Linked DNA regions of Canis lupus: region 1 is linked to region 2. A link is a contact called in public Hi-C data. All regions are on one chromosome and are shown on one strand. Each heading gives the region's core, a stretch centred on a gene start, on an enhancer-like site or on the middle of the called end of the contact. The rest is flanking DNA. Distances are from core to core; before and after follow the strand shown.

The links. A called contact is a pair of places that touch in the nucleus more often than the background predicts.
Region 1: a Hi-C map of blood shows a contact between it and region 2, with 2.0 times the contacts expected there. The contact joins the promoter of INPP4A here to the promoter of COA5 in region 2. A contact is called at or near these places in 2 of 9 Hi-C or Micro-C datasets (amygdala and blood).

The regions. Positions count from the first base shown.
Region 1 is chr10:45,269,608-45,274,081 of UU_Cfam_GSD_1.0, reverse strand. INPP4A (inositol polyphosphate-4-phosphatase type I A) reads left to right here and starts at 2,706. Exons shown (of 26, transcript XM_038551059.1): 1 at 2,706-2,764. LOC111097716 (a long non-coding RNA gene) reads right to left here and starts at 2,463. Exons shown (of 4, transcript XR_005365791.1): 1 at 2,162-2,463.
Region 2 is chr10:45,120,689-45,124,981 of UU_Cfam_GSD_1.0, reverse strand. COA5 (cytochrome c oxidase assembly factor 5) reads right to left here and starts at 1,900. Exons shown (of 3, transcript XM_038551079.1): 1 at 1,691-1,900. The coding sequence starts at 1,789. UNC50 (protein unc-50 homolog) reads left to right here and starts at 1,846. Exons shown (of 6, transcript XM_038551076.1): 1 at 1,846-1,957; 2 at 3,147-3,430; 3 at 4,173-4,293. The coding sequence starts at 3,151.

The DNA of each region.
Region 1 (4,474 bases), core at 1,457-3,956, 150 kb before region 2:
TTGTGAAGTTGGCTGGTTCTAATCCCCAAAGTAACACTGTATATAGAGTACCTAGGTCCACATGTTTACAGAATCCCCTGGAAGGCTTATTGAAATACACATTGCTTGGTCCCACTTTCAGAGATTCTGATTTAGTTGGTTTAGTGTGGGGCCTGGGCATTTACATTTTCTAGTAAGTACTGAGAGGATGTTAATGCTGCTAGTTGACGACATGACATTGAGAGTTTCTAAAGGATACTTTCCCACCAGCACACTTCTAGGATACTTTCTTCCATCACACTGTGATGCATAGGGAATGCATAGCACCATATTTACTAACAAGCTTGGAGCCTTTTTCTCGTGATAATGTTCACTCTACAGTAGGATTGGGGCCCCATTCCTTATTATACTAAAACGTGATTATTAGAGGATCTGGAATTACATACCAGTCAACTGACAAATATTTATTGGAAGCCTGATCTTCATTCAGTGTTCATTACTATGCTAAATGAATTTTTAAAAAGATTTTATTTATTTATTCATGACAGACACAGAGGCAGATACATAGGCAGAGAGAGAAGCAGGCTCCCTGTGGGGAGCCTGATGCAGGACTCGATTCCAGGACCCTGAAGCCAAAGGCAGATGCTCAACCACTGAACCACCCAGGCATCCCTGTATTCCTGTTCTTACAATGGCAACAACTACACTTACCTTTCATCTAAGTACACCACAATGTTGCCTTATTTTTGTGTGTGTGAGGTTTGCCATGATCCCTAGATCCTTTTCTTTTGTTATCTCAAATAGGAGGAAATTCCTAATTGTATTTTTCACAGTTCCTCTTCCTCCCCTTCCTCCTCCTTCTTTTGTGGACCTTTCTTTTTTTTCTGAGCATTGAGCCCGATGTGGGATTCAATCCTGGGACTCCAGGATCACACCTTGGGTGGAAGGCAGAAGCTCAACCACTGAGCCACCCAGGCGTCCCTAAATGAATGAATTTTTGAAATTGGACTGACATCTATTTTTAAATATTTGTGGGTTTAAATTTGTTTCTTTTTTTTTTTAAAGCTTATGATTTAAAAACACTCTTGGCTTGATTAATGCTAATACGGCCATAGGGTTATCTGAACACTTTTGAGAACACTTGTGAGACACAAAGCAGGTCTTATTAATACTTTTGCTGGATAAAAGGTGTAAACTGGGGCTATCTCAGGTAAGCCAGGTATATTGGTCACCCTAATTTTAGAAAATAAGATATAAAAACATTTTCACATTCCCACAAGTTTGATTTTCTTGGCTTTAATTTTATACTAGGGTTAAGTCAATCTTTTTTTCTATTTATCTGAAAAAGTAGTAAAAAGTGTTTTGTTAATAAATTCCTTTGCTGAGGAGAAATAAAAGTCAGTAAATAAATTGAGCTTTGAAAATAGTTTTATATTTATTTTTACTCCAAACTATTGCATCTCGTTTTTGGTGACATGGGGAGGCTTAAATCTAATTCTAAATGAGATTAGAGGATTCTTGTTTATTTTTTATCTCTAGTTAATATCTTTTCTTTTTAAAGCAAATTATAAATGCTTGCTTTTACACCTGAGGAATGTGAACTCTGATAAGTGTTCTGTCTTATGGAGTTAGTTTTCATTTAAGAATTTTTAAGAATTTTTTAAAAATAAAATTTAGGCTTCAAAATAAAATACATGCTTATAGTCAGTCCAATATTTATCCTTGCTCAAGCAGAAATATTAAGGCTTGCAGTTATATTAAAATCGGAAATTTCCTCCAAAACTTTTATTATATATATATTTTCCTATGAAAATAATAGGAATCTGGGGAAGAAGTGTAAGGAGCTGATATGTGGTGAGTCTATGAATGCATATTTATACAGTTATGCCAGAGCAGGTCTGCAAGGGTGTTAGTAGTTTCTCTCTTCTTTTTGCTTATCTGTATTTTCAAAGTAGGGTTGTTGTTGTTTTTGTTTTTTTTTAAGATTTTATTTATTTATTCATGAAAGACAGAGAGGCAGAGAGGCACAGGCAGAGGGAGAAGCTGGGTCCGTGCAGGGAGCCCGACGTGGGGCTCGATCCCGGGACTCCAGGATCAGGCCCTGGGCCGAAGGCGGCGCTAACCGCTGATCCACCCGGGCTGCCCACAAAGTAGGGTTTTAATTTTGCTTGTTTCTGGTTACCTGTTCGGTTCCCTAAACGTCTCCTAGACGCGCGTACCTGCACCACGGGAAGCGCGCTCGCCGCGGGGCACACGGCCCGAGCCTCTCACCCGGTGGCCGCTCTTCGGGGATATGTCAGGGCCTCGGAAGACTCGGGCTACTGAGGGCGAAAACGCCATCGCCGGATTAAGTCCAGAAGTTCAACTCGGCGCAGGAGACTCCGTCCCGGCCGAGAGCGGGGTCTCGCGGGAACCTCGGGGCAGAAACCAGCGCGAGGCCCTCAGACGCCCCTCTCCGCCGCCCGGGAGGCGCACCCCGAGGGGCGGGGCAGCCCGGCCGGGGCTCGCGGAGCGCGCATGCGCGGCGAGGGGGCGGGGCCGGGGCGGGGCTGCGCGCGACCTCCGGAGCGGCGGCGGCGGCGGCGGCGGCGGCAGCGGAGTTCGGGTTGCGGCGCGGGCGGCGGGTTCGCGGCCGGCCGGCTCAGGACGACCCAGACCCCGGCCACGGCCCGCGACTTGGTGACCAAGCGGCGGCGCTACTGCTGCGGGGCTCGGGCGCGCGGCCCGGCGGGACCGAGGACGGCGGGGCAGCAGGGCGCGGGCGCCGCGGGCCGGGGCGCGCCAGGTAGGTGGGCCAGGCTGGGCGGGGGGCGGCGCGGCGGGGCGGGCAGCCGGGCGCCGGGATGCACCGGCGGGGCGCGGCGCGGCGCGCATCTCTACCGGGTGCACCGGACGGAGACGGCGCCCGCGGTTGTCATGGAAATCGGACAGCCTAGCGGTTCGCCGGCGGTTGCGTCTTTGGAGAACAATCCAAGCCTGGCCGACCCCTGGCTAGGAGGAGACCTGGGCCGTCTCGCGCTGAGGGGAGTGCGGAGCTGGAGCGGGTGATGGGGAGCCAGGATGCAGGACGCGGCGACCCCGAGGCCGCGTCTTGGCTCTTGCTTGGATCTAGTGACTTCAGACGCTGAAGGCCTCGCTGTGCCTCGGGTGTAAACATAACCGGGTAAAAATAAGCATGCATCTCAATCTCAGTAGGACATCTGGTCTCCATCCTCTCAACTCTTTCCTTTTCTGCGGGCCCATGCCCACCCGACCTCCTCCCCCCCCCCCCCCCCCCGATATTTCTGGCATCTTTGCTTTTTGTGTATTATTTCTTTCTGGCTGTGCTAGGCAGTTAGTTGAGGCCCGAGAAATTTGCAGGGAATCTGTGACCATCTCTGGAAAAGCCAGTCATGAATGTGTAGGCCACAGAAGATTGAAACACTCAAAACGTCAAAGGTAAATTTATGTCTTTGTGGGCGAAGGGATCGGGGATGGGCTTGCTTTCCCTTCCCCTTGTCGTCTGCCCTCTGACATTACATAATGTTGTGTTCCTCCCCGCCTCGAGTTCATCCATAATGACAGATCATGAAAGTATTTCTCTGGCTGAGAAAGAAGTATAAGCATTTGCAAAGCCCATTTTCTCGTCTTTTGCTTTGCTACTGAAGGTGTTTTGGTTGGGAGGCTGCTTAAGAGTAAAATGCCCACAGGGCATCTAAACCGGGGGACTAGGGGGTGGGGTGGCAGTTTGAGTGTTGCAGTGAAATTCTGCTGGATTCGTCTTGGTTCAAGGTGGGTTGGGTGGCCTGTGGGCAAGCCAGTGGGGGTGGGGCCTGAACAGGCTGTCTTGGGTGAATCCTGGGTCTGCCACTTGCTAACTTTGGTTCTTAATTTTCTCAACTCTGAAAGGTGAGAACAGAACCTGCCCTGCCATTTGTTTTGGGATGTAGATGCTGTTGGCATTGGTAAATGCACATAGAATAGGTTGTCCTAGAATTAAACTTGATTTTTCATTGGTTGAAAACAGGCTTTCTTTAAGAGGAATTTTGGTTTGGGATCTAGGCTAAGGCCTTGGTTTTGGGGGATTTTTGGTAAAATGTTTACATCTGGAAGATTCAATTCATCGATTTCTCTGAAGAAAGATGAATGATGGTGCCCACGTGGGGAGGCCAGTATAGTGGTTCTGTTGGAGGGTAGCTGTCAGAAGACCATGATGCTGTCCCAGGGGTGGTTGTTGATTGTGAATGGAAACCCGCAAGGCCCTGTTCCCTGTGGGGTCCTGTAAACACACCTCTGTAGCAACAAGCCAGAGTTCCTGGGAGGGTGTGCCCTGAACACAGGGCTTCAGTGAAAGGAAGCTGGACAGATGCAGGGAGAAAAGACGGCTTGTTTCTCCTGGCTTCAGCATCAGAATTGGCTCTGCTGATTCTAGTGGCTGCTTTACTTCTCAGTTTTTCATTAGGCTTACGCCATCTCAGTGTTTATCTGCTTTAGACTTGAAGTCGGGTAGGTTTGT
Region 2 (4,293 bases), core at 651-3,150:
GAGTTTGGCACTCAAATGTTTGCGGAATAAATTATTACAAAAATACAACTTGGGATCCTTCTTGCCCTCAGTATCTTCCTCCACTCCTAGAGTTTCTTTCCTCAGTCCCACTGTGTACTTTATTCTCTTGATTGCTCATCCTCATGGCCTTCCTGATGCTGAATGTCAAGATAAATTCAGGGTCCTCACTCTGAGACACAAGGGCCTTCACACATGCCAACCTTCTTCTCAAGCCTTCTGTCACATTCTCCATCCCCCAACAGAGCACTAGCTTCTCCTGGTCACATCTCCCTGACTTGCCCATGCTGTTCTTTCAGCTTCTCCCCTCAACCACCACATTCCCCACTCCTTTACTTGACAACCTACTACTCAGCCTTTAAGACTCCTATCAAATGTCACCTCCTCTGTGAGAAGTTTCCAAATTCCCAAGAAAAATAAGTTGCTCTCCAGTGGACTCCCACGGGATGTTGTTCCTAAATCTAATCATTAAACAAATATTTACAAGATGCTTACACAGATGCTTATACTGCTGGAATTTAGACCCTTCCATGACTGTCCTTCCCATCAGACTGAGGTGATGTAGGGTATGACTGTAACCGATTCATCTTGGTATCACCAATGCCTTGACATCATGCCTGCCACTTACCAGGCATTACTAAGAGCTGACTATTTGCACCAATGAAGCAGTCGACTGGAAAAGCCCTGTGCAGGGAAGTGTAAAGTGTGAAGACAGGGCACCTCCGTTTCCTCCTCCGTGTGAGAGGGACTAGAGAGCCTCCTAAGCCCATGACAACTCAAAGTTTTAGGACAAATTGGGCAGCCAGTCCGGCTGACTGCTAAAATCAGTGAACCAAATGTAAATCCTGAATCAGCAGAAACACTGATACAGCTTTATGATGCATGTCCATTTGGGGATAGTCTTTCCCTTTGAAGAGCAAACTCTGAAATTACATCTCCAAATGCAAAAAATAATTGCACGCAACTGATTGCCCTTTCATCAGGCCTTTGTAACTGGCAAAGGCACTTGCGTTTGAGTTGGGCGCTAAGCTAGAACCCAGCTTTGGACCTCAACCGTCAACTCTGGACCTCACCGCTTGCTCTCTGCACTCAGGTTGAGAAGACATGATTGTAGTGAGGGGAGACTGCGGTGGAAGCAAGAGACAGAACAGTGAAGAAGAAAAAAAAATGGAGCCGCTTCGTTTACAACTTATTCAAGAAGGCACATAACTCCAACTCAGAAACGATTTCAAACCAAGAGAAAGTATCTATTCGACCACGACGGAACAGAGAAAGGAGAAACTACTAGTCAATACAGCGTACCAGGTTTATGTAATTCTCTGATAATTTAGATTCTCATTTTCTAGCACGCAGGAAACCGGCCTCATTCTCCTTTATACTTCCAGAACCTAGTGGAGTGGCAGGCAACATTTAATCAATGTTTCTTGAACCGAAATGGTTTATCTTTACGAGAATCCAAAGGGGAGGTTTCATGATCCCCAACCTAACACCGGAGGGAGCTGACGCTCCGACAGCCGACCCGCCCAAGTTCACCAGGCTGGCGCCGTGATCTATCCCTAGGCTGGCTGGGTCACCTCCCCTGGGCGCCACCGCAGGCTGAGCGGGAGGCGTCGGTCGGGTCCTGCCTCCCCGGTTCCAGCGTCTCCTCACCCCGGGCGCCCGGCCGCGCTACCTGGAGCACACAGTCCGACTGCAGCAGACAGGCGCCCAGGTCCTCCTTCACGCCCGCGCACGCGCCGCCCTCCGGCTTGTCCTCGTAATAACGGGGCATGACTGCGTCCCCGCCCCAGCAGCCGAGACCCGCTGGCGTCCGCAGCCGCAGCAACCCCTGTGGGGCGCAACGGACACCCGCGGAGGGAAGGAACCGGAACTTGCAGCCACAACTTCCGGCGGGCCCCCGGAAAACTACGGGGCCCGAGAGGCCGCGCGCACGGCGGAAGTGGGTGCACGTGACGCGCCGCGCCCCCTGCGCCGGCTACGTTGCGGGAAGGGAAGTCGGCCCGGCGCCTGCTGGGTCTGGCTGCTGGGCGGAGGTGGCGGGTTAGCTTGGACCTCTTGGAGGCCGCAGGGCGGCTCCAGGTGAGACCCGAGGACTGCTCCGTGCACGCGCGGCTCGGGCTCGCCGGCGCCTTTCCTCCGGCCCTTCAGGGCGCGCCGGCCCTCGGCCCCGGAGTGACCGTAGCCGCGTCCGGCGGCTCGGCCTGCGGTAGGGCTGCCAGATAAATAAGCCAACGACGCCCGTTTACGCTTAAATTTCTCATGAACGACCGACAGCGTGTCCGTGTCTGTCCCACCCAATGTTTCGGACAGTCTTCTACTGAAAGTTATACTTGTATCTGAGATTGATTCGAATGTAACTGGGCGTCCTGTGTTTTCATCTGCTAAGTATGGCGACCTTCCCCGCAGCCCCGGGGTGACGGGGAGCCTCTGGAGCCGGCGCGGCGCCGGGGGCGACCGGGAGGCCTGGGGGCGGGGCGGGAACTGGGCGGCCGGCCTGTGAGGGCTGGACGGTGAGCCGCGCTCCCCGGGCTCCAGGCTGGGTCCACCGGCCTCCCACGCTGCCATTCCCTCTGCTGAACTATTCACGGAGTAATGCACTATGGGGCTTGAATCTTGTTTTTATATCATATTCCAGTGAAAGAGTTGCTTGGTGGTCTTGCACTGATGGACCCATGTGAACATGCCATTATTTTACCTCGTCGGTAACATTGTTTCTAATTGGCTTTTAAAACCGATTCCCTTAAAAGGCCTGGTGGTTTAGAGCACGGGAGTTTTGGCTCCATAGTCCTCTCTGTGCTCCTGAGGGGGTCCCTTCACCTCCTAGTGCTTTTCTTTCTGCCTCCCTCTCCTCCCTCCCTGTGGTTAACAGTGACTACTAGGGGGAGCTTCCCCAGGCTTGAGAGAGGTGAAGCGTGGGAAACCTACAGACCCCGTAGAAGTGCTGTGAGGGTTCGGAAGGGACAGTTCTTGAGCCCCCAAATAAGCCTCAGAACCACCTCCATTAGCTTTTGACCCCTGACATTTACCAAGGATTGGGGCGGAAATGTAAGATGGCATCCCTCCTGAATATCTCAGAAGAGGATACAAGAGGATATCCTTGTAAAAGATTTTTTTTTTCTTCTATCTAGGAAGATGTTACCGAGTACTTCAGTGAATTCCCTAGTGCAGGGGAACGGAGTGTTGAATTCCAGAGATGCAGCAAGACACACGGCTGGAGCAAAACGCTACAAATACCTGAGAAGACTTTTTCGTTTTCGGCAGATGGACTTTGAGTTTGCTGCATGGCAGATGCTCTACCTATTTACTTCCCCACAGAGAGTTTACAGAAATTTTCATTACCGAAAGCAGACAAAGGATCAGTGGGCCAGAGATGACCCTGCTTTCTTGGTCCTCTTAAGTATTTGGCTCTGTGGTAAGTGTCAGTTTTTCTGTAATAGAGTTGAAGAACAGACTGGTTTGTTTTTGTTTTTTTTTTAAAAAGATTGTATTTATTTATTAGAGGATGCAGGGAAAGGGACGGATGGAAAAGGAGAAGCAGGCTCCCCACTGAGCAGGGAGCCCAACACGGGGCTCTATCCCAAGACCCAAGGTCATGGCCTGAGCCGAAGGCAGAAACTTAATCAACTGAGCCACCCTGGTGCCCCGAAACTTAGTGTTTTAGATTGTACTTGTCCTTTGCAAAATCTTTTGTTATAAACATATTGTGGGTCAGGATTTAGGATATTTGAAGCTGTTTCTTCTTTTCTGAAGCCTCAAAAATCTCACAGGAAAGAGTGTTGTTTTTTCTGGTTTCGAAGGTCCCAGGCAGATGCCAGAGTAAATTGTTTCTTCGGAACATGGAAAAGCAGAAGACAGAGTCACTCCGTGTCTTTTAACTGCTATGATAAAGAAGTTGATATCAAATGCAAACTAACTGTGAAAAGGACTATCAAGATGGGAAATTGCATTTCACGGGCAAATCTAGAGTGAGAGTGCTAAAAGTACCAATGCAAACTTGTGAAACTACTTTTAAATTCTCCAATAATGTAGTGAGAGAGTCCTAACTACCTTTAGGATATAAATGTATAAGATTTTTTTCACCTTTACCTGGGCTTAAATATGTGACTGCCTTTTCAGAACCTGTCCTGAATTTATCACACAAATCTTTCTTTCAGTGTCCACTATAGGATTTGGCTTTGTTCTGGACATGGGATTTTTTGAAACGATAAAGCTTCTCCTTTGGGTTGTATTCATAGATTGTGTAGGCGTTGGTCTTCTCATATCAACTTTAATGTG